3 separate regions of the Zea mays genome follow, and regions 2 and 3 are each linked to region 1. The links are chromatin contacts, called in public Hi-C maps. All regions are on one chromosome and are shown on one strand. The core of a region is the stretch at or near the end of the contact, and the rest is flanking DNA. Distances in the headings are between cores, read along the strand shown.

What was found. A called contact is a pair of places that touch in the nucleus more often than the background predicts.
Region 2: a Hi-C map of tassel shows a contact between it and region 1, with 1.8 times the contacts expected there. The contact joins the promoter of LOC100273664 here to the promoter of LOC100282825 in region 1. A contact is called at or near these places in 2 of 25 Hi-C or Micro-C datasets (ear and tassel).
Region 3: a contact with region 1 is called in a Hi-C map of tassel, with 2.4 times the contacts expected there. The contact joins the enhancer-like site here to the promoter of LOC100282825 in region 1. A contact is called at or near these places in 3 of 25 Hi-C or Micro-C datasets (bundle sheath, endosperm and tassel).

Annotation. Positions count from the first base shown.
Region 1 is chr2:13,204,190-13,208,330 of Zm-B73-REFERENCE-NAM-5.0, reverse strand. It overlaps LOC100282825 (seed specific protein Bn15D1B), which reads right to left and starts at 2,374. Exons shown (of 2, transcript NM_001155731.2): 1 at 2,196-2,374; 2 at 1-580. The coding sequence starts at 2,281. The coding sequence ends at 304.
Region 2 is chr2:12,765,658-12,769,798 of Zm-B73-REFERENCE-NAM-5.0, reverse strand. LOC100273664 (OSJNBa0083N12.13-like protein) reads right to left here and starts at 1,829. Exons shown (of 5, transcript NM_001148077.1): 1 at 1,480-1,829; 2 at 990-1,120; 3 at 300-425. The coding sequence starts at 1,711.
Region 3 is chr2:13,543,358-13,547,498 of Zm-B73-REFERENCE-NAM-5.0, reverse strand. No RefSeq gene overlaps it. Among protein-coding and RNA genes, the nearest start is that of LOC103645997, 4.0 kb to the right of the region's middle. Within about 2 kb of position 2,413, at least 18 of the 20 cell types and tissues checked have an H3K27ac peak or open chromatin away from gene starts, as enhancers often do. A contact at or near this core is called in endosperm and tassel, where this site is marked.

The DNA.
Region 1 (4,141 bases), core at 1,125-3,624:
CAGGCACACATCGCCTGCTTGTTCTTATTACAGGCACGAGCATCACGTTGCTACTATCACAACCAGTCCTGATGCACGCCATGCCTGATACGACTGTATTATAGTAGAACCAGTATTATACTGGTATTAGCACAGCCACACACTGCTATCAAGCACCACTACTAGTAGTATAATATTGCAGTGATATAAGCAGGGAGCCCAGCCCGGCCGAGCACGAGCAGAGTGCCTGCCACTGCCAGGCTCTCCCGCCGCCCTTTTTATGAGCGAGCAGCAGTGTGGGCTGGCCTAGCAGCGCCGCGCGGCTCACGCGGCGGGGGGCGGCTTCTCGACGTCCTCGAGCGGGCGGAACCACACCTTCTGGTCCAGCACCGTGCCTCCTGCAGCATCCGCGCCGGCGTCCGGCGCGCCACCAGCGGCCAGCTTGGGGTCCACCGCCGCCGGGCCGAAGACGCCGGTCTTGGGGTGGGGGCTCCAGTACTTGTCGGGGCTCCCGGCGCTGCCGATCACATCGTCCGGCACGAACGCCGGGCGCACCTGGTCCTCCAGGTTCTTGTCGTACGCCGAGGCGTGCACGGCCCTCCTGCACACGGGAACCAGAGAGAGAGAGAGAGAGCGTGTGACGATCGCTAGGTTCATCGCGTTCATGACAAGATGAAAAATCCCAACACCTAGGCTGAAACAATGGCGCCATGGCATCAGAGCTAGCAAACGCATCACGATCGGACTCCCACGCACGGCTGGGCTGCGCGCGCACATGGGCCGAATGGGCCATGGGCGGGCGCGCATGACTTCGTACAAGAGCGAGGCGAGGCCAGGTGGCCCTCCATGATCCCACTCACTCACTCACCACAGCAAACCGTACCACGCCCGGTACTATGTACCATCCACCACACGTCCACACCAAACACCGTCCGATGGGCATGTCACCTACTGCGAGACCCCACGGACGGACGGACGGCCCCGATCGGTCGTCGGCCCGGCGTCCCGCAGCAGCTGGCGCGATGGGATCGAAACAGAATCGTACGGACCGGATGCCAAAGGACGGTAGGTGGGGCCCGGCAGACGCGGATGCTTCTGGTCCCGGTCGTACCGTGGAGAGGGTTCCTTTCTTTCCTTTGAGTGAGAACCAAAGCAAGCGAGCCATGGCAGCCAAGATCGGCAGGTGGGTAGGAGTGAGTGACTGGCCACTGCACTGCCCACTGGTGAGGGTGAGGGTGGAGCCGAGCGACAACTACCGCGCACCAGACCCACCCATCAATCCGCCTTTCGGAAAGCGATGCGATGGAACACGGAAGGCAATCAGGCGAGGTCGCTTGCTGTTTGCTGCGCGGCTTGATGTGCACGTCCTGCGCGCCTCCACTGCTCCTCATCTTCTTTGTGTGGGTGCGCCTGCAGCCTGCTAGTGGCGTGGCGTGGCGTTTGGCTTTTCCAGTTTTCCTAGTGGCAGAGGCTGACAGACAGTTTTGCAGATTTGACAGTCTGAAGTGGGCAGAACCGTAGAACAACAAATACAGTAATATCTACGGAGGAGGGAGAGAAGGACTCCGTGGTACTAGTGTAGTACAAGCACATGGATCTGGCTTTGGTTGGGGTTCTTCTATCACTTCTACGGAGATGGATGGAGTTCTTCTATCACTTATACGGAGATGGTAGTGTGCATTCAAGTTGAAGATACATACTCTCCCTCCTAGTCCTAGACTCCTAGTATGTGTTCTATTGTTCTCGGACGGACGGCCAGAGGATTAAACAAGCTGGGAGATGTTCAGGGTTGCCATATCTACATACTCGTGTGAGAAGATAATCATTCTGTTGTCGCCAACTTCTAGATATTTCTGCTGACCAAAATCTTGGCACCAGCAGCACACTGAACCAACACGAAACAAGGGCTCTCTGCAGAACTAGAGTTATAGTTATCCACGAAGCTAAGATCCTCCCAACAAGTCCCAAGTCGGAGGGGGGCGAAATAAGCACTATCGATCCGAGGGACCGGATCACCGGACCCAGACTCCCAGAGCAAAGCTAAGAACGGCCGTAAAAAGAACAGACAGATCGCTCTGCTACAAGCCTAAAACTACGGCGAGATCTTCGACGAACTGATCAAGAACAAGCACGCTCAAAAATAGTAAAAAAAAAAGCAGAATCACAGGGCAAACCGAAACCCGCGCGTGTGGGGTGAGTGTGGCCCGTCTGAGTACCTCGGCGAGGCGGCCTTGCCGGCGAGGACGCGGCTGACGAAGCTTCCAGCGATCGCCCGCCCCTTGGAGCCAGCTGCTGCTGCCATGCAAAGATCGACCGTTCGGGAGCGGAGGGGAGCGGAGCGGAGCGGAGGAAGTCACCAAGCCAACAGTGGACAGGCAGGCTGATGAAAGGGTGCGGTGGGTTTTCGATTCCGTGGACTCCTACCGGCTGCCTCGTTTTATAGCGCCCGGGGCCCCCCGGGACCACCACCAGCGTGCACCGTGCAGGCCACCACCGTCCGAGCGAGCCGGTGCCATGCCGGCGCACCGTCGTACAGGTACGGCGCCTGCTGTTGCTGTTGGCTACTGCGTAAACAAAAGGGCAACGGAGCAGCTACGGCGGCTATTGGGGAGCAGCAGCACTGACGGTGACGGCAACCTTCCCGCTCCTGATCGGAACGTCCAGCTGTGCGTCCAACTACCTGCCAACGGCCAGCAGCATCGCCGTCCGGATAGCGACGTCACCTTGGAACCTCCATCAACGCTGGGCCGTCTGATCTGATCATGTCATGTGTGGCTGGCTGGCTCCTACTACGAGTACTACTATCATTGCGCGCGGCTCTTACCCCTTGAGAATGGTGCTATCCATGTGTCATTTCTCTCATGGCAAGTGTGCGTGTACAAAACTGCAGATAACTCGGTTTGTACCTGACCGTGCGGGCTACAATAGCACACGTAGCCCGCGTGATGCGGCACTGTTTGTTTCGCCGTAATGGGTTTAATTACTGTAAGGAATCACATTATTCAATTCGTGACAGGGGACTGCGGACGGGACGGTGGACGGTTGGACTGAGGAGCCTGCATTAGTTTCATCTGCGAGAGGGGGAAATGTCGGTCGCCAATGATAAACAAAAGCGGTTTTCTAGACGACCTTACCGGCTGCTAAGACGTACGTGCTTGCAACATACTTTTGTTAGTCATAGATAGACATGGGTATCCAAGACTATCTTCGGCAGACTTCTTATTTCACTATCTTCGGCAGACTTCTTATTTCACTTCATATCTCACACCATATTTTAAAGTTCATTCTGCAAACAGTATAATATATGATTCAAAACAATACTTTAGACGGCCGTTTACACGGACTGCTGAAGATAGCCTAAAGAAACTCTAATTCGTTTATCATGGGGTTTTTGTTCGCAGAAAACCACGATCTCCTCTGGTTTCATTCCTCTTATGTTTCCCTCTTTCATATCAAACTTGATCCCTCCTCACTGATTGAAGGCTCGTTTGAAATCTTCCATCGCAACAGAAACTCTAGTCCTGCGTGGGGCGTGCGGATGGATGGGTATTGTACCGGCGTGGCAAGTTTCTAGAACATATCCGTTAGATATCCTACCTATTTTTTATATCTCAAATTATCATTTTAGAAGGTAAGTTGTTGCTGCATACTTTTATAAGTTTATTATAAGAATAGGTTTAAATATCTATCTAATAATACTAAATACATATTCTAACAGATAATATAAAAAGAAGTACGAGAATCTATGGCGCCAAATGCTGCCATATTACTTTTATGGTGACGTAGACGCCAATAATTCGAAATAAGATGCAGCGTCCATGATGTCAAACCTTGACATTAGGATCTATCGCGTCGTCGAATGCTGCTATATTATTTTTGTGGTGACTTAGACGCCGATAACTCGAAGTCATATACATTATCATACTGTAAGACAAAAAAAACAGTCTTGGTTCTATCAAAAGTCTAAATATAAAACTTTAGTGAAATAAAGAAAAAATAATCGGTGCCTGTGCTCATCTGGGTCCGGGTGCAGCACCGCAGCCCCTACTGTATCGTACCGAGTAGTCTTGCAGGGCATCAGAATATGCCGTTCCAGATGCTGGGTTCGCGCCGACCAACCGTCTCCCGGTCTCCCGCGCCTGGCGCGTTCGGCGTCGGTCCA
Region 2 (4,141 bases), core at 580-3,079, 440 kb after region 1:
CATTACTTGAGCACAATGTGTTGGCATAACTGAACATTCACATGAAAACAGGAGAAACCCTGAGCACTTTTATAGTGTGTTAGGACCAGGGGTGAAGATAGGTTGAATGTGATGGATGCAGATGCACTCCCAAAAAAATGCAAATCCTATAGATTTAGTTAAAATTTCACCATATATGCACCCTTAGAAGAAAAAAAATCTTATGCACCCTCCTCAATTTCGCTCTAGCTTCGCTACTGGTTAGGACATAGGAAGTAAATACTACATACAGGGAACTAGATAACTCGTAATAAAAATACCTTGAACTTTAATGTTGTTGACCATGCAGCACCAAAATCAGGCCGACAATTATGAGGAAGAGCCTCTTTCGGGGCCTCGGCCACTGCATAAGATAATTGGCCAGAAAAATATTCTGTGTATTCAACCTACAATCCAATTCACAGCACAAATGATAACTGAGTCAAATAAACACAAATGGCAAGCCTTCATGAATATCAAAAGCATAATAAAAGAAGTATGGGTGGTTAACAGGATGAACAAAATTGAAAGTTGGTGCACAGCATGTAAAGAAGTTTTTGCCTTTCTTTGCATATCTGTGGAACAAACTAGAAAATATGCATAACTTCTAAACCTCGTCAAGAAAAACAGAGTATTGTACAGACTTAAATCTACAGAAAATGAGTGTGGGAATGGCCTCATAAATATACCCAGTTAACATTAGATTTAACATGTACTCCCTCTGTCCCAAAATATAGTTCTTTCTAGACCTCTTTTTTTCGTCTACATTCATTCAAATGATAATGAATGTAGACATACATGTAAACTACATTCATATGTTAAGTAATTAATGTATGTTTAGTCCAAAACAAATTATATTTTGGGAGGGGGGAGGGGGTTGTAAATTTTAGCCAATCATCAGCTTCAACAACATTTTTAAAAGTTATCCTAGAGATGTAACCATTGAAGTGCATTACAGCACAAATTGTAACCTGTAAAACTGAAGCCCAGTAGTAGTCATCATGGCAGCGGAATCTCCTCTTACTCGATGGGTAGAAGACATGCTTAGCTCTATAGTTCAATAACCCAAGCTCGCAAACTTTTGATGACCTAAGGTCAACGCCTACAATGTACCAGCAAACGCATCAATCACAAATATTGGAAGGCTAAGCAATCACATTATAAGCATTCTAGATGAGGTCCAATGGAATCTCAGTATCTAATATTTCTAGTGCAACCGCAATTTCCTAGCTAACATAGCAAGCTCATACCATCTGAACTGTGTAAAACCAGACGAATGTTAGATAAAAAAAATATCAAATATGTACCTCAAAAGGACGACTAAGCTTAAATTTGCAGTAATCTCTTGGAACATATCGCAGAACAGCTAATCTATGGTATTAATTTCGCTAACCTTAACAAAACACTAAGATCTACAAGCTGCAGTTACGGAAATAAACCGGGTAGGAAGCAGCGACTGACCACTGGAGAGGATGCGGCAGGTGGAGGGCATGGAGACCGATGCGGTGGACGAGAGGCCACCAAGCGCGAGCCCAGCGAGCCCAACGAGGAAGGAGAAGAGGAACGATACCGCGATGGGGAAGGCCACCCCGAGGGCGCCACGGAGTGCAGACCTTGGTCGCTGCCGGTTCTGGTCCGATGGCTGTGCCCCATCGCCCGCAGGGGGGGCCGGGGAAGGAGCTGTCGGATCCATCACGTGGATGGGTGATCCATCGCTCGGATGCCGGCGATCGCCGGACGCCGGCGAGGGGAGGGTCAATTGAGCGCAGCGGCTGTGAACCCGTCGTTTCCTTGGACTTTGCAAGACTATTTTGGGCCGTGTGTGCAATGGGCCAGCGGCCTAGCGCGACTTGTAGCACGACAGCAGGACGAACACATATTTGCATTTGTGTGACACAAAAAAGAATGATATAAGTAGCGAGCGAAATGAACGGAAACGACGGGAAAATATCTTTTAATTTCTATTTCTATATTTATTTAGTGGAAATGATTTTGTTCAGAAAAAAGGAAGTTTACTGAAAATGTGAATGGGATCAGACAGCCGGCTGTAAAAACAGAATCAAGATATACATATGTATGAAAATGAATAAATACACGTGGAAATTCAACAGAAACGAACTTAAGCTAGGCAACGCATTTACACATGCCACCATCACAGCCTCCATAGGCTCAGGGCACGAGCACTCAAGTATCGCAGATGCAATCATGCAAATGAAAGTAATTACTCCTATTTAACTGGGTGTAAATAGATAGTCATTGTTTCTTGTTTCTGTCCTACGTGCCACTACAATGCCAATAGATTGATTTGCATTTTTTTTTGATATTCGCTTCGAATTAAAATTGATTGTTTGAACTATTATAGCTATAATTTATAAAGACAAAAACATTATAGAAGTAGCAGAAAACAGTACGTATTAAAGACAATCGAACAGACTGTTTCTTTAAAGTATAAACCCTCACTTCTGAATGTGTTTGAAAGTTTATAGTCACATTCACATCAAATATTTAAATAACAATTACGGATATTAAATATATTTTAATTAAAAAACTAATTATACATATAAAGACTAAAAGACATAATAAATTTATTAAATCTAATTAACTATACGTATATAATTGATATTTAAATATTTAATATGACATAAATTAAACTTTAGTCAAACTAAATATCCTGAGGTGTACCTCTGCAACACTCCAACAGACGCCTATCGAAATGCCCCCGAACAGCCGTACCGAATATGGACATGTTCGCCTTCAGCTCACCCGTGTGTAGACACTGGTTTGGTCAATTTGTTAGAAACATTGACAGTGGTTTTATTAATAAATAGAACTCAAGAGAATTGAAAGTTATTCAACCAAAAAATACTGAACAGCCACGAGATATCAGTAGAGTAAAAAAATGAGTAAGAGTAGACAATAACTTTTGAGGCGATTTTAATTATACCCCTCTTAGAACTTGTAATTGTGTTTTACCCATTGTTTTTAACTTTATTATTTTACCCCTCCATTTTAAAAAAAGAACTATGTTGTACCCTTGCATCGTTATGTGCAGTTGAAGGTATGTAAATCTGATGTGAAAAGACAAAAAAAAAAATTGGATGCAATTTATTGTGATTTTAGCTTTCGTTATTATGTAATTGCGATTTTATCCATTGTTGAGACCAGCTGACACATGGACAGGTGGGCTCAATCACTCGGAAATGGGAGAACTCACGTGCACAACAAAATAGTAGGTATGGAACTGTATCGTCTTGTTACATGTGTTCTATCTGTGTACAATACGGGGGTATTTATAGGTAACCGGGGCGGGTAGTTGGGTCCCCAATTGTCGTTATAACCCCGGTTACCTGCTACATTCCCGGAATATTCCTCTCAACAGGGTCATTACAGTATGGTGAAGTACAGTAGCCTAGATATACCACAAAATCTACCCCGTAAAGGGCTTATAGGTGGGTCCAGATGGTGATGAGGCGGAGGATGGCCCCCACGGTAGTCTGGTACAACCTTTGCTTGTACGTTGCATACTTGACCCTGCGAAGTCGTGCCCATGATTCTGTGGAGACTTGGACTTCAGGACGTCAGCTGCGATGGGCGGCGGGGGCCCGTCTATATAGTTCTTTTTAGCTTTTTCTGTACACATTCGAATAAATGATAACAAATACAGACATATAATTAATGGATGCATGTTTAATCTAAAACGATTCTTATAGGGAAAATATAATTTAAAATAGAGTTTCTTATATTATTTTCTCTTCAGTCCTTACTTCAACTTTATCCCGGCCGTGCTCCTAGGGTCTAGATCATTATTCCGGCACTAAAAAATAAACTCCACGTCTCCACCCCAATTTGCCAGCATTAATTATTGTATTTCCACCCACAACAAAATCAGTACTACTACATCCGTTCACAAAAATGTAACACCTTGACTTTTTTTTTGAAAACTTTAACCATTTGTTTTATTCAAAGTATGTATTTAAAAATATAAAATTTTAAATCAAACACAAACTACCTTAAATGATAAAATAAATAAATAAAAAAACGATAACTCATTATTTTTTAATAAAACATGTAGTCAAAGTTTTTTAAAAATATCAACGACATCATATATTTATGAATAGAAAGA
Region 3 (4,141 bases), core at 1,164-3,663, 340 kb before region 1:
TGTTTCATTGCAATTAACACGAAGTATAGGTTCATCTGATGGTTCCATGCCAGTCACCTAACAATTAATTAAAATATCAACAAACAAGCAGCAATCCTATAAAATAGTTACAATTATGAGCAAATGCAGTTAGATATGAGCTATAAGTTCAATCGCCTGTGAAGAACTTATGGACTAAAGTAATTTTAAGTATGAAACATAGGTATACCTTAAAGTAGATCATATTACGGGGATTCAGTTTATTATCCTGCTTATTGCATGCCAGGCAGCAGCTTGAGCCACACTTCCAACTGTTTTGTATACCAAAAACATCTCCTCTTGCTAGGAACCTATCAAACTTAAAGTACTCGTTCAAAGCTTGATCTACCATGTCTTGGTACTCACTTCCTCCAAAGGATGAATTTATCTTTAAAGAAGCAAGCACACCACAATCAGGAATCCTCACAACAGAAACTCGTAAATGCAACGCATATTTAGGCACTTGAGGGCATGGAAGAAGGTCTAAGTGAAGAGAAAGATCACTTCCAGAACTGGCAGTTGCATCCATCTCTTCAGCTCGAGAACAGAACTTGAAAGGCTGCCCTTCTCTTTGAATAAGTAGTTTAAGGCAAGAAACAGGCAATCCCAAGTTGAATGCCAAAAGTGGGCTAACATAACCAACATCTTCATCCATGGATGTAAAACCAGTAGCAGGGAACGTGCGACAAGGTAAGAAGCCCATTGCATGACCAGAGACCACTTGGTCAGTATGTTCTGAGCAGGACTTGTCAAGGGACGGGTTACCAAACAATACTGCTTTGACAATCCTCCCAACATTATTGTCAGTATTCTTGACAAGCACCTGCAGATCAGTAGATGCATATCATATTTCACTAAAATGAACAGAACAGAATCCCACACAGTACCCATTTACCATCTAAGCACGAAAAGCTGCACCTGAATTATGTCAGAGATGAACTTGCTAAGGCCATGTTTGTTTACCCTCTAGATTATATAATCCAGCTTAAATAAGTTAAGGGGCAAACAAACAACACAGATTATTAGGTGGAAGCCTAACCGATCGAATTTCCCAGCACGACTCTCCAATTCGAAACAAATGACAGAAACTAGAGGACTCACAGGAGTACCCGTGACGACCGCGAGCCGTCGGAGAGTGGGGGCAGGGATGCCGACGAAAGACGCGAGCTCCCCGAACTCGGCGCCACCACCTCCGGAGGGGAATCGGAGGACGCCGGCCTTAAGGCGCACCGGCTCCTGCGGCGGTGGCGGCGGGCGATCCCCCGGAAGCGAGTCGAGGAGCGCCTGCGTGGAGGCGAGGACCAGCGGCTTCCTCCGCTGCCGCATCTCCACCATGGCTGCGGCCACCGTGACGGAAAGCCCAGGGGATGGAGCGCAAAAGGCGACCGTGAAGAAGACGGCGCTGGAGTCTGAACTCTGAACAGCGGAAGAGGCAAAGAAGCACAAACAGTTCAGACTTAATTTTTTTTTCTTTTTTCAGAATAATAGTATCTATACTATTAAAAGATTGAAAATTTAGATATATATCATTAACTCATGTGAATTCCAATCATTTCCGATAAAACAATTAGATCCACGATCAGGACACGGCAATTTCCGATGGGCGTACCTTGCGTTGTGGCCGGAGCTGCAGCGGGGGAGTTGGAGCGGTACACCGAAGCTAGAGCGGACGCTGGAGTTGGAGCTGGACATAGGCGGGCGGGGGAAGCTGGGAGCTGGAGCTGGAGCAGTAGCAGTAGGCCGGACGCCGGAGTTGGAGCTGGAGCGCAGCCGCGCCTACGCAGAAGCAGAACGCCGGACGCCGGGAGGCGGGAGCAGTGGATGGCGGGCTGCGGCAGGCGGCGGCCGAGCAGTGGAGAGGCTCTAGGTTGGCTGGTGGGCGCCTGGGCGGTCTCGGCTGCCTGCGGGCTGCGGTAGTGCGGTCAGGGTCAGGGAGACGAGCTTTTTTTTTTTTTGGAACCGTGATATCGTCGATACTGGACTTCTGAAAATAGGTATCTCAAACAGAATAATTAAAATTTTAGTATTATAATTAGTTGAACTTTGGAATTATACGATCTACGACAGATTTAGCCGCAGTAATCCTCGTAATTTTACGGCAGTCCGTTTCTTACCACGGATCCACCACCGCTCCTCTCCCCGAGCGCTGCTCTTCCTCGGGCATCTCCGCCGCGCGGATGGTGATGGTCTCGGGCGGCGTCGCTGTTGGATATTCTTCCTAAGTGGGCAAGTGGCTATTGGGCTGACTGGTGACTGTTGTGTGTTCTTTTTTTTTTACATTCGGCTTACGCGATATAAAAACCGAACCCTAACTCGATAACCGAATAAGTACGATATGTGGATCGAACCCGAAAAACCGACCAATTCGATCTATTCGGGTTCGGATTCGGTTCATGGGGTTTAAAATGCCAAGCCCTACACAGCCTGCCTCGCTTGGTGTCGACCGATCCCATCGGTTTGGGCTGGGCTTGAGCCCAATGTCTTTCTTTGCTAATGGAAATGGTAAATTTGTGTATAACTGTATATCCTCCAAACCAGGAATGAAAAACTTGAGAAGGGGGAGAGAAAAAAAAATGAGCACTGTAGAATTTTGGGTGAGGAAGTGGGCAAGTGGCATATGGTTTTGGCAAAACCTATATTCTGGTACCACATCGCAGCAAACTTTCTCGAGACCATCTATTGCGAAAGTTTGTTCAATTATTGTGTCTTTAACATGTTGCTTCTTTAACAGAGCTGGAAAAGACGTCACTAATACAATAAATAAATAGCACCCTTTACATTGGTTTCGTCTATATTTTCCTTAATAAAAAATGGTTTCGCTTATATATATATACCTTGGTGCACAACGAAGAGTGTGGAGTCTTCGGCTAATTAAATGTGTAGTAGCCAACCAAGACATTCAAGATAAATAGTTTAAGAGCAACTCTAGAAAGATGCTAAAAAAGTTTTTCCAAAACATTATTATTAGGGGCATGTTAAAAAAATAGAGGTGAAATATGGTATATACTCCAACAGTTTCTTCAAACAAATGCTAAAATACAGTAAACTAAGCTAAATTAAAAAAACAAATTCATCTATACTTGTGTGTGTGTGTTTGGGCCTCCGGACCACATTCCTACATGCTACCTCTATTGGTCTATCATGTTGATCGTTTATATTTTGGTGGTTTGCTATTTAACACTGCCATGTTGAGGTGAGTATCACTTGCAAGAAGCTACATGTTTTAGATTACCGTGATCCTGTGTCAAACTCTACAAGTATTTGATTATAATTTAAACTATGTCGTGGCAACGACTGAAATCATACAATTCAATGCCTTCAAGGAAGTCTGAAACATACCGTTTGGCGGCACAAATGATCCAGCAAGGCCGTCACTGCGTTCGAAGAAGGAAGATGCACTTGGATCCGAGTTCCTACTACCAGCAAAGTTCCTGCCTTCAAAGAAGATGTCTCCACCGTCACGGTCGTCAGCTCCATCACCGGCCATCTACCACGAAGAGTTCCTAATGCCGACGGAGACCCTTTCCAGCAAGGCGCACTGTCCCAGCGTGATTGAGCTAAGGGATTTCGGGCAGCAGCCCTTGTCGGGAGCATATCATCTGCCGTGCCTGCCTCCTCTCGGATCAACAATGCCCAGCGCTGCTTTCGCACTGCCACCTAGGCCTGCTAATGGCAAAAAATCCAATCCACTCCCACCCATACCCAAATCTAATTACTTTGATATCCATCCCACACCCAACCAAAAAATACTAGAGGGAAGTTAAACCCAACCCATCCAATAACATTATTGATCCCAAACCAACCCGTAATTGGGTGGAAACCCATGGAAAACCCGTGGGTTTAGCTTATTGTCTCACATCAAGCCAACTGCATACACATTTTAAAAATCACATTTTAAAGCAGTAAAATAATTCAAATGAAAAAGTTTTCAACTACAAATTTGTATAACTCATCATGATGTACATTTTATATTTTGAACATTTCTTCATATGATAAACTAAAAATATATTTGTTCATAAAACCTATATCTCTCTCATAGTTTATGGAACTACGAGAGATATGTATAGAATTTGTGCATATTGTTAGAACTATCATGTGAGATGAACAAATGATCAAACAACCA